3 separate regions of the Drosophila melanogaster genome follow, and all the other regions are linked to region 2. The links are chromatin contacts, called in public Hi-C and targeted proximity ligation maps. All regions are on one chromosome and are shown on one strand. The core of a region is the stretch at or near the end of the contact, and the rest is flanking DNA. Distances in the headings are between cores, read along the strand shown. Region 1 holds the start of Vps11 (Vacuolar protein sorting 11). Region 2 holds the start of alpha-Cat (alpha Catenin). Region 3 holds the start of CG33217.

Region 1 (2,700 bases), core at 168-2,667, 190 kb before region 2:
AGTAATTTAGTAAATAAGTATTGTATCTGGAATATAAAAGCTTCGAAATGACAGCATACGGTTTAATAAAACCGATGGTTTTAATAAATTCTTGAGTAGCTCTACTGAAGTCGCCTTTTTGAAGTAAGTGATTTCCGTACTGAAATCGTACCAATGCAGTTTCTGGCGATGAAGTATAGCCTTCTCGATGCAACAATCTCAATGCAATGTTATACATATGTTTTTCAACTAAGAGACGTATATTAACATCTATGCTGTTTTTTTCTAACATTAACATGTTGCAAGCATCCGTGTCGCCAGAATTCGTAACAATATAACAAAAATTGTTTTCACTGATTACATAAAACAATTCCTGAAATTGCCTTTGAAAAACTATTATTTTGTTTTCCGTATCTAAAACAATTAGTGTCGTTGCATTCTGCTTTAAGTTTGAATTTTTGACGCCGACGATTAGGTAATGGCCTACCCAAGCCAGGCATTCCTTTGCTCCTTCGATAGCAAAACAAGGACCCCTTCCCTCAGGAGTGTAGCAATAAACAGCGTCTGCCCGTCCCACAACCAACATTGAATCATTTATTTCGCCACCTCCAGCCTTGCACATTATACTGCGGTAATTAAGATTACCTTTATCATTATCAAGTACAAATTTTGTATCCATTATGCATTTCTCTTTTAACATAAAACAATAAACTCCTTGAACACATGTCACAAACATTATTTGAGTTGTATCTAAAGGTTGTGTTTTGAAATCAAAATGTATTCCATTGACTGCGTTTCCAGAAACAGTATGTTGGCGAATATTTGCAGAAAAATTTTTTGTGATTTTTCCATAATGCAAAAGAATATCACCATTTCCCAATCCTATCGCCAACGCAAACAATTTATCGTCAATGACGTCTGCGTTGAGGCATAAGGGCGTACTTGAAGGCTGAGTATATGCAGATGCAATTATTGGAGCTGCTTGCTTTTTTGTTAATCTATTAAGGTCAAATATATCAATGTGAATACCATTATTGATATCCGGTGTGACAGTCGCAAGGCTGTTATTGCTGGTAAGGGAACAAAGAGCAATAGCTTTCCGCGTGGATGGAGATTTGAAGGTAATACACTCCCAATTTGAAAGGTAAATAAGAATATTTCTGTTCTTATCACAAATTACTAATTTTATATTTCTTTCCTCAGTGCTTGATTTTGATTCGGGAAAGCAGTAGCACGATATTTCTGCCGTGTTCGGAATTTTTACAAATGGTACGACGATTATATTGAAAAGATCCACTTTCTTCCATTCAAAGACACTTATATCCATTCTGTCAATAGTTTCATATAATTATGCGATGATACTATTATTAATGTGTATATTTATTCTTATAGTGGAACATGTGTGACGTTACGGGTTGGCCAACAAAATGAAACAGTGCAATATGAAAATATAAAGTAGTTTTTATAAGCAAATTACACTAAGCACATCCAATTGTTATGATTTTAATCTTAGATGTGGATATATAATATAATTATTAAAATAAGCTATGTAGTAATTAATCTTTAAGAAATTATTGAAAAAAACGAAGCTCGGATTTCTGACACTGTAAAAATTGGTGTAAACCGAATAAAACAACACATTATGACGCAAAAAAAAAAAACAAACACGTATCTACATGGCATTTATCGGCCCGTTCCAGCAATAGAAATCACATGTTTGGGATATTTTCATGGAGATGGCTTTAAAACTAAGGCCTTGCTTACATAGAAACGGTCGACCGAACATACCGGCGTGTCTTTATCGACTCGGCTGTTGATACTGATAAAGAATATATAAATTATATAAAGATTGATCGCACCGTCTTGCGATACTGTCGTCGTCAGGATTCCTCCAGAGGTGAAGGGCTTCCGTCGATGGCTACTCCGGGGAGCAGAAGATTATTATTTACGTTGAGAGGAACTTTCCTCTTTTAACTGCCAGCCTTGTGGTCTGGCAGAGTAAGTAATAAAAATATGTTTTAGAACGCTTAGTCGGAGTTGACGAGCTGTCGCTCTTTAATATGGTAAATGCAAATTCAAACTGAAACTTAAAAATGATTCTTATAGCTAACAAAGACTCGAAGCGGCCACGCAAATATGATGTGCTTGCCGGCTGCGCACGGGTTTCCGGCCCAATGCTGGGTCAGCACTTTGATATTATGTTTAATACACTAAACCAACTGTTCTAGTTGGTTGGCTTGTGTTAACGACTCCCCCTTTAAGATTACGGCCGTCCTCGGCTGGTCCTAATTCGGCGATCATCCCGTTTAATTGGATTGTAGATCTCCGCGCTCCGATGAACCGTAAACAAACCGCTGCTGCGATAAATATTATGCGAATATTATAATATATAAATATTATTATGAATGATTAGTATCAATTTCTCTCCCGAACTCTTTGATGAACTCCAAGTTACGTTCACTCAGCTGGTGAAGACAGGGGAGACTCAGAATATCTTTGTTGGCGGTGATATTCAATGATGCGGAACTAGCTACCCCTGGAGCTCGTATTTGGGCCTTGTCGTGATTTATAAAGGTGGTGTCATTTATCACGACGCGATCGTTGAAGGTAATGGGATGTGTGCCACGTAGATAGACATCTGTTCCATTGCCTGTCTGTGGCTGGCTGGCCGGTCATTGATGATGATGATTTCCTCATCCACGCGGGTAAGCGGGTGTAGGT
Region 2 (2,700 bases), core at 91-2,590:
CAGATACCCCGTTACTCAACTAGAAGTGTGAAAGATTTCAATTTTTTTGGAAAATCGGTAAAAATTGAAAAAGAAATAATTATATTTAAACAAGAAATATATTTTTCAAAAAGTTTGGGCGGTTTGTGGGCCTGACAATAGGTATTTTGGCATATCAATAGATTTACAAGATCAATAAAATAGTATGAAAAATACCAAAACATTTTTGTGTGAAAACCAATTTTTGGGCGTTAGAGTGGGCGTTGCAAAACGTTTTTTGATAAATCGATTCTCTCCACGGTACATTTGTATACACTTTAATTAAGGAACGGAATCCATATCTCTTAAGCTACACATTAGGTTAAGTTCAGAAGGAACTGAACGATTCCTATTGACGTATGACTAATAATAAATGATAAACTCTAATAAAAAAAAAAGGTAAATCGATAGAAATTTAAAAGACTAATGAAAATATGAATTCATATGAAAACGCTTTGTCATACGGACAGAAAGTCGGACATGGCCAGATCAACTCGGCTATTGATCCTGATCTAGAATATATATTTTTTTTTTGGAACCGCTTTCTTCTACCTCATACTTAGTTTTCAACGAATCTAGTACCCCATTTTACTTTACGAGTAACAAATATATATTACAGCGAACCCCATAGTAAATTTCCTTGACTATCAGATACCTGTTACTCAGCTAGTGGCCAAGCGAACTATAAATTTGAACATTTTTATTGCATATCGATAGAAATTGGAAAGATATACATATAACAAAATGAAACACAATCAAAATATATGTAAATCACTAATAGGCTATTTTTTTATATTTTCGCAATTTTGCGTTTAAAGAGGTAAAAGATGCTTTCACATTCCTTTTCAGTTTTAAGCTTGTTACATGAATTCAAATGCTTTCTATCCTACAAAATTTAAGATGTCACAATATGTATGTATAGTATACACAGCCGTTTTAGAACATTTTCTATCATTTCTCGTATGTACACAATACTTATAATTAATAAAATTAAAATGAGTATACGCACAGTTATTCACGACTCGCAAAAAGTTTCTTTAAAATTGAAAGTTCTAATATTTAGGTTTTCTAGGCACTATAAGCTATAAACATTTTACCTTTTTTCTTTTTGCTTGGGCCCTTGGTATTTACAAGAGTAGTTACTTGTAATACAAGGGGTTCAAGTGTTTTTTCAACTGACATTGTGCGAATTTCCAAATTTTTGGGATCCCATTTCAAAGCTATCTGTCCGAAATCGGTTAACGTGCCCATTTTATCAGGTTTTAACATAAATTCTTTAACCGACGACGCCTTTTTCGATAATATGTAGTCCACTGATTATTAATAGTACCAGGATTGTAACTTTGCAGTGCTGTAAAGAATGCGGGCTTTAAATATATCATAGTCCCACTGAGCCACATGACCTACGTAACGTAACCAATATATAATGAATAAGTTAAATAGTTTTGTAGTTTTGAGTCCTGTGAGTCATTCTTTAGTAATGACTTTAAGAAAATAATTAAAATTGATTTTTGATGATTGAACTCTCGTGAAAAATATGTGATATTCAAGTATTGAAGACGATTGAGAAAAGTTTAATAATATTTTTAATTTTTACCAACAAAAATATTTCATTTAATGAATTAACATATTCCACACATATCAGGATTGTTGTTTTCTATGTTTATTATTATACCGGTTACTTGTAGAGTAATAGGGTATACCAGAATCGTTTAAAAGTTCCTAATAGGCTGATGGAAGCATTGGAACAATTGATCGGGATCAGTAGTCGACACGATCTGGTCGTGTCCGTCTGTCCGTCCGTATGAACGTCGAGATCTCAGGAACAATATAAGCTATAAAGCTTAGATTAACCATATGATATTAACCTAACGCCTAACGCTGCCACGCCCACACTTTTGAAAATTGTGTTGATATATATTTTCATATATTTATTAGTTTTGTAAATTTCTATTGATTTGTCATAAAACTTTTTGCCACGCCCACTCTAACGATACAAACCGACCAAAAAACGACCACGCCCACATTTTTGAACAATTTTAAATATTTTCTCATTGCATTCACCAATTTCTATCCGTGTCCCAGAAAAATTATGATATTTCGCGATCATATTGCCTCTAGCTGAGTAACGGATATTTAATAGTCGGGAAAGTCTACATAGCATTTTTTCTTGTTATTATTGAAAAAAAATCCTTTCGACATATAAACAAAATGTAACAAAAATGCATGACTACTTCAGAAGATTATATCGTTCCCGGCGGCTTGAAATTATTATGACAGCCTAACATAAAACCTGTGCGACAAGCATGCATAAAAATTACGTATATAAAATAATATATTCCTTAGATGTAAAAAAAAATATTTATGTGCATGATTTTTGAGTTCCCATTCTATACCAGCATCGCTTAATACTGGCATGTCACATATAAAATAATATGACATCTGCCTGTTATGAATACATATATTTTTATGTTTGAGTCAACATCGAGTTGCCGATGTTTGGAAAACATCGATGACATCGCTGTTGGCATCGAAATATGTCCATATCTAATATATAGTTCCATTCTGTTTTATTGGATTGAGTAAAGTTAGGTAATTTTTTATAAATGTGTTTCTTTCTTACATATTAAATACATTTTAATTATAACGTAGACAAAATGCAAGGTCTTGGTCTGCAAAGTC
Region 3 (2,700 bases), core at 201-2,700, 210 kb before region 2:
GTGTATAGCGGGTTCACTTAGAGTGCCAGTGTCTTGCTGCAGTTCTCTACCTGGGACCACCTTTGCCAACCACTGACTCCACTGACCCGTTCAACCACGCCAGGTCCTTGTTTCTTCACTCCAAGGATCGATTACGAGCCGAAATTTGTTTTTATTATCAGATCAGATTTGGAAAGCTTGAAAAAAGTTTCACCATTCACCATTCGTGATTAAAAAAGTCATAGACTTCACATGCGGAAGGGAAGTGGTTTTTTGCTACAAAAAAAACATAATCTGTAACATTATTAGAGTTGAGATAAAAAAATCCATGATGTACAGTTAATGGCCAATTTTTTTTTGTACATAGGTCAAAAATAATTAGGTTTTTATTTTAAATTAAATTTAAATAAAAATTCAACAAATGTTTCACCTTTATTTATTCAATAGTTTCGAAAATATATATTAAAACAACATAACAGGCAGAAATTCTGGTGTTCACTAAAATACCAGTGCTTTGAAAAAAATAGTAACAAAATTCAACTTGACTTAGAACGAACTTAGTTTTTCTTTTTAATGTGTTAATAAGTGTCTAATACTTGGTTGGATTGCCTTTGTTAGCTATCACAGCCTTACACCTACGCGGCATGGAGTCCTCTAGGTCCTGGTAACGTTTGGGGTTTTATTGCCCTGTTATAGGAAATAACCTAACCAAACACACTTTTTAGAAAATATTGATGATTTCGGGAATCTACGTTGGACAAAATGAGACACTGTTATTCTTATGAACAATCTAAAAGTTGTTCAAGAATGTAAATAAAAAGGATAACATGAAGAACGAAGGGAATTTTATTTATATTCATATCTACACATTACATTTACAAAAATAGGTGGAATCATGGAAATATACGGCTGTTTTTCTTAGTTTCTCTTGTACTGCTATTTTATGAACACAGCTTTTAATCGCTATTTCATCGCCTTAAATTTTTTAAGAAACAGATCGCAAGCGCGAGAATTGGTGAGAGCGTGATGTTTTTCAGAAGCGATGAATTGTGGAACTACAGGGTGGACATTAATTGAAACTTTATCTTGAAAAGTAACAACAGGTATTTTTGTGTAATTTTTTCCATGAGCCTGTTACATATTTGGATTAACTTGACTATTTATTGTTTTACTTAGTCGTATAAAATAAAACACAATCTTTATAGCAGCTATATATTGCTGACAAATTGCCATAATAATGATTCAAAAACAAGCGTTAGATGCCTGCATTATTTCTTACAATGAAATCAAAATGCAAAATATATTGATATATTGCACATATCATTTGTATATGACTTAATTGGTTGCATGGTCTCATACGGACCGTGACGTATATGGAGATAGATGAGTTTCTGTGGAAATCATATATTATTAGAGAAAAAGCTGGTTTCTTTACATTATTATCAGTAAAGATAAGTTAAATAACTAAGGGGTGGGCACACTAATTTGATAACAGCGTCAACCACATGTCGGCTTTATTTATAATGTTGGAATCGAAATAAGTTAGGAAAGTGTGATTCAGTTTGGTATGTCTTTCCATAACTCTCCAAAATTAAATCTTAGCAATTTCTAATAAGTACTGTATGATTTCATTTATTGAACAATAGATATCAGTATGGATCAATTCATAACTTCGACTTTGAAAAACCGTAGACGACGTTCTCTTGGATTGCGACTCTTAATATGTTACCTTAAAAAAAGTGACATTAAATTAGAGGAAAATGTTAATACATGGACATATTTATTAGTTCAATCATGCAAATTACCTGAGTTGTGTTCATATGGTGATTTAATATTTTCCGCTATGGGTAAGTTTTTAATTAATAAATTTTAATTAATAGTTTTAAAAAAATGGTAGTAACCAAATCTAAAAAAAAAAATATTTCAAATTGGTTAAAGGCTTTTACCATAGGCTTTTTTTTTACAATAAATTGGTTTACTTTCTATAACAAAGCAAAACACAGTATTAATTCATTCTGCTACCGCTAATATTCCTCTCGTGGACTCTGCCGTCCACAGTAATACATTTTTTAGTGCTTAAATTTTTTTGTACTTTCTTGTTTTAAAGCTCTCAATGAATTATATCTAATCGTTTATGAAATATAAATATTTTTCACTTTTCAGCACTCCTTCTGGACAAAATCCAGAGTGACGGTAATGTGTCAAAAGTATTCGCATCTGCTCATTTATCTAAAGTACTGGAATGCTTATCTCACAACGAAATATATAAGCACAATCGCTCAACTATTGCTGCCTTACACACAATCAAGAAATGCCTAAAATATTACCCAAAAGGAATAAAAACTAAATCATCAAGTATCAAAAATATATTAGTACTATTAATTGACAGCCAAAACGATGAAGTTGTTTATCAATCTGGTGAATGTTGGTTTTTGTTACACAAAATTCATGGCATTTCCGATAAAGAACATATGGATAATAAAACTGAATGGAAGGATTTTCAATTATCTTTACTGAGTAATATCCAATATATTATAAATAGAACAATAGTTATGCCTGACGAATCCGTTAACAGCCCTTTTATGCCAAATCATTTTGGAGCTTTCACTTTTGTAGCTGTAAAAGATCCTTTTGAAAGAGCTTCAAAAGCTTTTCGACGGATTTTTAATCTTATTGAATATATCAAAATTGCTTTAAGGTAAGAAAAAGGTTTGTTACTTT

The links. A called contact is a pair of places that touch in the nucleus more often than the background predicts.
Region 1: a contact with region 2 is called in a Hi-C map of the S2 cell line, with 3 times the contacts expected there. A contact is called at or near these places in 1 of 107 Hi-C or Micro-C datasets (the S2 cell line) and 1 of 7 datasets of targeted methods (the Kc167 cell line).
Region 3: a contact with region 2 is called in a targeted proximity ligation map of the Kc167 cell line, with 3 times the contacts expected there. A contact is called at or near these places in 1 of 107 Hi-C or Micro-C datasets (the Kc167 cell line) and 2 of 7 datasets of targeted methods (the Kc167 cell line and the S2 cell line).

What each region holds. Positions count from the first base shown.
Region 1 is chr3L:23,149,082-23,151,781 of dm6, forward strand. It overlaps Vps11 (Vacuolar protein sorting 11), which reads right to left and starts at 1,418. Exons shown (of 1, transcript NM_168987.2): 1 at 1-1,418. The coding sequence starts at 1,306. It also overlaps asRNA:CR45164.
Region 2 is chr3L:23,336,760-23,339,459 of dm6, forward strand. It overlaps alpha-Cat (alpha Catenin), which reads right to left and starts at 1,341. Exons shown (of 12, transcript NM_079495.3): 1 at 1,116-1,341. The coding sequence starts at 1,287. It overlaps ND-MLRQ (NADH dehydrogenase (ubiquinone) MLRQ subunit), which reads left to right and starts at 2,567. Exons shown (of 4, transcript NM_001275306.2): 1 at 2,567-2,700. The coding sequence starts at 2,676. It overlaps mir-4942 (mir-4942 stem loop), which reads left to right and starts at 2,469; the gene lies at 2,469-2,578.
Region 3 is chr3L:23,124,575-23,127,274 of dm6, forward strand. CG33217 reads left to right here and starts at 1,451. Exons shown (of 8, transcript NM_206425.3): 1 at 1,451-1,544; 2 at 1,626-1,826; 3 at 2,143-2,677. The coding sequence starts at 1,634.